2 separate regions of the Mus musculus genome follow, and region 1 is linked to region 2. A link is a contact called in public promoter capture Hi-C data. All regions are on one chromosome and are shown on one strand. The core of a region is the stretch at or near the end of the contact, and the rest is flanking DNA. Distances in the headings are between cores, read along the strand shown.

Region 1 (4,164 bases), core at 502-3,001, 1.1 Mb before region 2:
TCCACGTACATCAAGAGACTCTGTCAAGTAGCCCAAGGGATAGGTACTATTATATCTATTTTATTTTAGAGACAAGGCTCTATTATAGCTCAAACTGGCTATATAGAGTGATGTTCAATGCCTAATTTTCCTGTCTCCATCTCCCACCTGCTAGGGTTTTATAGATGTGTGCTACCACGCCGCACTTTTGTCTTCCTGTGACAGGTCAAAGACCAAGAGGTTAAAGGACTTGGCCAGGGTCCCATAGGAAATGATAGAGGGCGATTCAAAGTCAGCCTTCAGAACTACCAAGTTAAGCTGCCTCCTGTGTGTATGCTCCATTGGAGCCTTTGACATACCCTCTGACTCCCACCCCCCTAGAGAATTATGGTTGCTTGCCTTAATGACAGAAAAGTTACTGCCAGAGACTGTAACATACATAGTCGCGCGTGCACGCGCACAGACACACACACACACACACACACACACACACACACACACACAGCTGACCACACAGTAGGTTCAGTGTTTATTGAATGAATAAATCTGGGAAAGCATAAGTCTGACGCATCGACTATTTTTCCCTGCCTAGCTCACTGCCCTTTTTTTTTTCCCCAGATCTTTCCAGGATTAAGTTGTCCAGCATTTTCCACTCTCATGTTAACCTTTGTACGTTTTCTGCTTGGACAAAGACCCGTAAACGAACTTGAAGGATGCGAACACTGCGTAGAGAACTGTTTGTGGACACTGGGTCCAGTACAACTCCTCTTTCCTTTCCAGACCAATGAGGAACTCTTGTTACCCCATGGTCCAGTTTGCCGTAGGAGTCCAGTTCTGTTCCTATGTTGTTTGGATGCTTGGCAGACTCTTGATTGTGAAACCAGGTCCAAGGTGATCCATGAGTCCACTGTTCCTCCCTTCCCCCATCCCCTCTTGTGGAGAAAACATTTTTCACTAGAGAGACGAAGCATACAACTGCAACTTCTTAATTGGAACACAGAGAACTTGTCAACTTTGTTAGGTAGTATTGATGGTGAGATTTCTTGTTAACAAACAAACAAACAAACAAACAACCTGGGCTAAAAGGACAGAATATTTGGCTTTGGAGATATTTTGGAAAATCAGGTAGGACAGTAGACAGGAAAGCACTGTTTGCCGGGCAGTGGTGGTGCACGCCTTTAATCCCAACACTTGGGAGGCAGAGGCAGGGGGATTTCTGAATTCGAGGCCAGCCTGGTCTACAGAATGAGTTCCAGGACAGCCAGGGCTACACAGAGAAACCCTGTCTCGAAAAACCAAACCAAACCAAACCAAACCAAACCAAACCAAACCAAACCAAACCAAACCAAACCAAACCAAACCAAACCAAACCAAACCAAACCAAACAACAACAACAAAAAAAAAGAGAATGCACTGCTTTGTTAATCTCAAGTTGGCAAAGTCAACCAACTCTGCTTCGCATCGTGGACTAAAAACGTTTTATTAAACCGGCAGTCAGATTCTCTGGTCCGGCCAGGGGCTTCGCCCGCTGTCGTTGTTTGGGCTACAGATTACTCCAGCCTGGCTCTAGGAGTCGAGTCGGGGTCAGCGCCCCCGATCCTCACAGACGCCGCCTTCCGGGTCGCTGACCCTGGAGCCGGAGGGCGGGGCCGCGCCGGGTGGAAGCGGAGGAAGAGGCCGGCGTCCCGGGAGCGCGCGAGACCGTCCGCGTGAACGCGCCCGCCCGCCCACCCGCGCGCCCGCGCCCACGCCCGCGCCCGCCCGCGCTCCCGGGAAGTCTCGCGATGCGGTAGCCGGCTGCTCCTGCTGCGGGTGGCTCGGGCTGTTGCTGTGGTTGCCGGAGTTGCGGCGGCGACGGCGGCGGCGCTGGCGCGGGCGGCGGCGCTGGCGGGGGTGGCGGCCCCGGCGGATGTTGACATTGTGTTGTTGTTCCTGCCCACGGTAATGGCGGCGGTGGCGGCGGCAACGGCGGCGGCCGGGACCAGGTCTCCTCAGTAGCCGGAGCCCACACTGCCGAGCGCCAGCTCCGCGGCCTCCGCGCCCGCCGCCTCACCAGCCGTTCCCCGCGGCCGCCCCAGAGCCAGGGCCCCGGGCGGGGGGCTCGCCGGCTCGGGATGGCGGATTTCGATGAAATCTACGAGGAGGAGGAGGACGAGGAGCGGGCCCTGGAGGAGCAGCTGCTCAAGTACTCGCCCGACCCGGTGGTGGTCCGCGGCTCCGGTCACGTCACCGTGTAAGGCCCTGCGAGGGCTAGGACGAGGACGGGTGGCGAGGCGCGGGCGGGGTGGGCCCTGGGACCCCTGGGGGTCCTCCTTTTCTTAAACCCCCGTCCCCGGTGACTGGCGCGGGACGGGGGCCTTGGGGGAAGCTCCGGCGATCAGGAAGTGAGAACTTGCTCTGCTTCCATTTGTTTAGGACTCCCAAGTGGGGACAGACACTGCCTCCCCTCCCTCCCACAGCCCCGGAGCAGGCCCCGTGGCCCGCGGGGATGTGTGGGGTCCCAGCCGGGAAGATGGCTCTTTAGGGTCTGCCTGATGGGCCATCGGTACAGGCTAGAGGTGCACACACTCACACACACACACACACACACACACACACATCTTGTGGGATCCATCTTTGTAACACCCCCCACACCCCCGTTATTCTTTGGGACTCTGCCTGACTTACAGCCTATTGACATATGGCTCAGAGGTCAGATCTGAGGTGTTAAGATCCCAGTGGCAGTTGGTAAATGAGATTCACTGTCGTGTGTCTATCACACATAACACGTAGGGGCTTCCCAGTTCCTCAAGAGTAAATTTCTGCAAAACTGATTCGAGTTGCTGTCAATTATGTATGATAGAAGTATACAGGTGGACGGAAAAAAAGAGGAGGATACATCTGTTTACAAGGAATTACAAGTACCGAGTTTCCTGTAATCCGGTCTGTTTTGGGACACGGACCTAGGTTGGCTTCTTTGATAAGGGCCCCTGTAAGGTTTATTAGCAACATCAAAAGTCCCAATATTATTCAAACAATAAGGGATGAAAGCATTCTGAAAGGTCGTGACTAATAAAGGAATGTAGACTTGGGGCAAATAATGAGTTGTCCGGAAGAAGGAAGTTTTGTAACATTTCCCTGATAAAATCCGGAGTTTGTACAACTTAGGGTATTGATACTCCTTTGCAGCTGCTATCTCCAGTTGAAAAGTCATCGCTCAAACTTCCTGTACTTGCATATCACTTTATCACTGATAGAAAAAGGCAGCGAGCCTGAAGCTGTCTGGAGCGCTTGTCATTGTTTTTTGGTGTAGGGTGAGTGGGGCGTGCTGTGGGCAAGGCGGTCAAACAGTGAGGCTCCTCAGAAGATCGGCCCTTGTGTAGTCATCCTGACTAGCCTTGTTGTTGTTGTTGGGGTGTGCTTATGTAACACCTTGGTGTCTTCGCACCTGTTAACGTGTGCATTTAGGTGATTTAACAGGGTAAAAACACTGCATAAGCATTGTTTCAGTACCTGGATAAGGAGATGGGACTTCGCACCATAATAACTGCTCTGTTTTAACTGTCAACACAAACTTAATTAAGGAATATAGCTAATTATGAATAATACAGTTTAAATGTATATCATAATGCTTTTAGTGTTATAACCTGCTATTTAATTTTTAGTTTAACTCTTAGGACTTTTTTCTTTTTCTTTTGAACTTAAGGACTATGGGTGCTTTTAAAAGCAATTACAAACAAACAAAAAACCGACACAGTGATAGTCCCAGTACTCAGGAGGCAGAGGCAGGTGGATCTGTGAGTTGCAGACTCCCCTGGTCTTCAGGGCTACATAAAGGATTTCTGAACTTTTTCATGTTGTCTGTGGTCATCCTTAAACTCCTCCTGTCAAATCAAAGCTGGCAGAAATTTATTTGCAGAGGTTCAGCTAGGGCTGGAGATGTAGCTCAGTGTTAGAGTGCTTGTCCTGGGTTCAGAGTAACCAAATAAGGTTCAAGTGCAGTTGTCATGTCTCTTCTGTTCAAGAAGAAGAAAAGCTAAACATGTTGTTGGGAAATAGAATAGTCAAAGTGCTCAGATAGAAAGTTGGATTGTAGTTGACTATTTGGAGTGGTTAACAAGTGTGTGAAGTAATTATTAGTGGTCTTTTCATCTTGTCTTTCAGAATCACCTGGCTTGTGCTCAGGAACTACTAGCCTTTATTATT
Region 2 (3,824 bases), core at 1,262-3,761:
CCGAGGCTCACAACTGGTCAATGTGCAGAGACTCAGAGACTTTGGAGTACTCAGTACCAAATGGTATGTGTTTATTATATCCCTCCCCTCAAGACCCAGGCAACTATGTGGAAGAAGAGATGGAAAGATTCTAAGAGCCAGAGGTGGAAAGTGACTCCAAGAAAACAGCTTCTTCCAGATACGACAGGACTGATACACATATGAAGTCACAGAGACAGTGGCAGTACACACAGGGACTACACAGTTCAAGCCTCACAGGGCTTCAGCACTGAGAAGAGGAAGTAGACACAGGGTCCTATCTCTAACCGAGAAGCTGTTTGCAGTCGATGCCCACTGGCAAAAGGAAAATCAAATTTCTCCAACAGAATAACACCAGGTATATCAGCCACACTCCAGAGCAGGCTCCAGGCCCATCCATGCTTTTTGGTTTTGTATGTTTGTTTGTTCTAATGCACTTTTGTTTTGATATTTCATTTATCTTTCTCATTTTTGTTAGTTTATTTGTTTTGACTTTTGTTTCATATTTTTATTTGAGAGGGAGAACATGAAGTTGGGTGGGTGGGGAGGTAAGAAAGGTCTGAGGGAGTTGGGGGAAATAGGACCAAAATACAGTGTATGTAAAATATTTAAGTAAAGTTTTTTATATAAAAAACAAAAAAAAAATAAAAGAAAATAAATTCACCTAGAAAGATGGCTGAGACAAACAGACACACAGACACACACACACACACACACACACACACACACACACACACACACACACACAGAGAGAGAGAGAGAGAGAGAGAGAGAGAGAGAGAGAGAGAGAGAGAGAGAGCCTGAGAGGAGCTCCATGGCAGCACTGTGGGGACAAGGTTCCAGAAGAAACCCCAGAGCAAAGGCGATATCTGACTTTCAGAAGTTTTCAGGGACTGGTGGGAAGTTTTATATTATGTGACTTAATCCAACATAGCTTACAAGCCAAGGAGCAAGGTATTGAGTTGAGCCATATGTTTCTCTCACAGTTTGAGGGGGGAGAGCTGGAAGGTCAGATCACATGGTGGCTTCTTAACTCTGCTGGAGAGAGGGAAAGGGAAGAAGAGGGGGCGGGGCATGTGGGGGAGGGGAGCCGATGATGATGATGATGATGATGGGCTTGTGGCTTGAGTTCTCCAAATTGTCAGATCTTGTCTTTTAGAGCGATCAGCATCTTAAACTGACAAATACAATGGGAAACTCAGAAATGGCCTGTGTCTTGAAGGAACTAATACTGAATGAAGAACAATGTTAATTTTTAAAAAGTTATTAAAAATACTAAATTGTCAATTGATCAAGAGAGACACATATGGTTCAAGAAAATGTTTAGTGGAGATGGTGTGGGCAGTGAATAGTCACACTGAATGTTGAGTAATGGTGACGTGTTAACAGGTGTTTGCCACTCCGTTTGACTAGCCCATTATTCTCCCACATAGAAATTCTGATGAATGTCTTTTCTGTTAGGTTATAGCTCCATATAACAGACACAAAGTTAACAATATATGAAATGCATAGATGTCACAGTCAACAATAGATGAGAGATTAGATTTTTCTCTCACATAAAAGTTTGTAATAATATAACAGCTATATTCTGCAAGATTACTGAGAGCCTAGGATCTCTCTTTTTTGCCCTGCCAACCATACGATGATGTCATCATGCACCTGGCCTGAGATGATGCATCTTTTTGTCTGTATTGTAGGGTGCTTGAGCAAGATGTAGGCATGTGTACCTTTTAGTATAAGGGCAGGGTCTAGAATTGCATTTATCTCTTTATTTATTCTAAAGCCTTTGGTCAGAACTTGGCTCTATACACTTACTAGGGTGCATATTCAGAATGGCTTTATGCTAAAAATAACAATGGCACCAGGAGACAAGAGTTTGGGTACGAAGACAGAGAGAGCAGTGAGCCTCCACCACGCCCTTTCTGGGCATGGTTTAGACAGCCATGCTCCCTTGGGCCTGGGGCTGGCCTGCTGTCACTTTGCATCTGTCTCTGGAATGCCCATTGGTCTGGGAAGGAGATCTCGTAATGGTCAGCCAGCACAACTCCAGCTGGCACAGTTCTCTCTCATTTGCGTTACATATGTGGCTTGTCTCTAAGATACTGCTTGAATTCAGCGTCCCTGGCTGTGATGATTAATCTTGTATGTCAACCTCTTGGCCCCTGGGTGTGCAATTACTTGGTCACGCATTATTTTGGATTTGTCTGTAGCATAGTTTGGTTGCAATGACCATTTGGTTTGATAAGATGAATTAAGCAGATTGCTATCCACCACGTGGGTGGTTTTCCTCTAATTCATTAAAGACCTAGAAGAAAAAGGCTGAGCTCCCTCCCCCGCCCCCCGTGCCCCACCTCCACCCCAACACAGTCAAACACACACAGAGAGGGCACTCTTGCCTGGCCACCTTCAGAATTGAATGAAAACTTCATGCTGCTCTTGGGACTTTGGTCTTCGCATTGGAAATGCAGTTAGTTCTCTAAGGTCTACAGCTTGCTGACAACAGATGTTGGAATGTTGAGACTTGTCAGCTTCCAGAACTGCATCAGTCAGTTTGTTAGAATCAACACCTAGGTGAGGGGGAGGGACTCTGTCACTGCATAACCTACTTGAGTGCCTTAGTTAGGGTTTCACTGTTGTGAACAGACACCATGACCAAGACACAAGGCAAGTCTTATAAAGGACAAGGTTTAATTGAGTCTGGATTACAGGTTCAGAGGTTCAGTCTGTTATCATCAAGGCAGGAGCACGGCAGCATTCAGGCAGGCATGGTGCAGGCAGAGCTGAGAGTTCTACATCTTCATCTGAAGGCTGCTAATGAAAGAGTAACTTCTAGGCAGCTAGAATGAGGGTCATAAAGCCCACACCCACAGTGACACACCGACTTCAAAAAGGCCACACCCTCTAATAGTGCCACTCCCTGGGTCCAGCATATACAAACCATCACACTGAGTTACATTTTATTGTTAAAAGCAAACACAGATTAGGAGCTGCTGGCTTTGTCCCTCTATGTAACAGATGGTGGCATTTGGTGCTGGCAGCCATGATATGGCTCCTACAGATTGGAGGGTGACTAATCTAGGATGGGATCTAGATCTTCAGGGCCATGTCCTCCAGGTCATATTGCAGATGAGAAAACAGTGCCTTTGACTCAAAGATGTAGTCACCTGCTTGTCAAGTATACTTGATCTCCATAGAAACCACAATCATCAGTCCCCTCTTCACATAAAGGGCTTTCTGTAGGCTAAGATGTTGGGAAGATGTGGAAGACAAACACTGCTTGCTTTTTTCATGCTGATTGAGAGTACGGAGCACCCTTTAAAGCTTAGCCACTGTGGTGGTTTGAATAGGAACAGCACCCATAGACTTACGTGTTTGCATGATTGGCTATGGGGAGTGGATCTAATGGGAGGTGTGGCCTTGTTGGAAGAAGTGAGTCACTATAAACTGGGCATTGAGGTTTCTTATGCTCAAGCTGCACCCATGCCATACACAGTCATCTCCTGCTGCCTTCTGATTAAGATGTAGAACTATCAGCTCCTCCAGCACCATGTCTGTCTGCACACTGCCAGGCTTCCTGCCATGATGATAATGGACTAAACAACTGAAACTGTAAGCCAGCCCCAATTAAATGTGTTTTCATTTATAAGAGTTTTTGTTGTCATGGTGTCTCTTCACAGAAATGAAACCCTAATTAAGACAGACATTGAATTGACCACTGAATTCCATGAGCAAAAGCCAGTATCAACATGATCAAAGCAGAGCCCTGGGACCAGGAAGTGTTGTGAGCATTCTGCCTCTTAGACTGG

Evidence for each region. Promoter capture Hi-C pulls out the DNA fragments that hold promoters and counts their contacts.
Region 1: a contact with region 2 is called in a promoter capture Hi-C map of hippocampal neurons, with 5 times the contacts expected there. The contact joins the promoter of Chic2 here to the promoter of 1700019F05Rik in region 2. A contact is called at or near these places in 1 of 39 promoter capture datasets (hippocampal neurons) and 3 of 115 datasets of contacts at active chromatin or transcription factors (embryonic stem cells, pancreatic cancer cells and stem cell-derived neural progenitor cells).

What each region holds. Positions count from the first base shown.
Region 1 is chr5:75,042,228-75,046,391 of GRCm38.p6, reverse strand. It overlaps Chic2 (cysteine-rich hydrophobic domain 2), which reads left to right and starts at 1,751. Exons shown (of 6, transcript NM_028850.5): 1 at 1,751-2,212. The coding sequence starts at 2,094.
Region 2 is chr5:73,911,576-73,915,399 of GRCm38.p6, reverse strand. It overlaps 1700019F05Rik (RIKEN cDNA 1700019F05 gene), which reads right to left and starts at 2,511. Exons shown (of 2, transcript NR_166206.1): 1 at 2,423-2,511.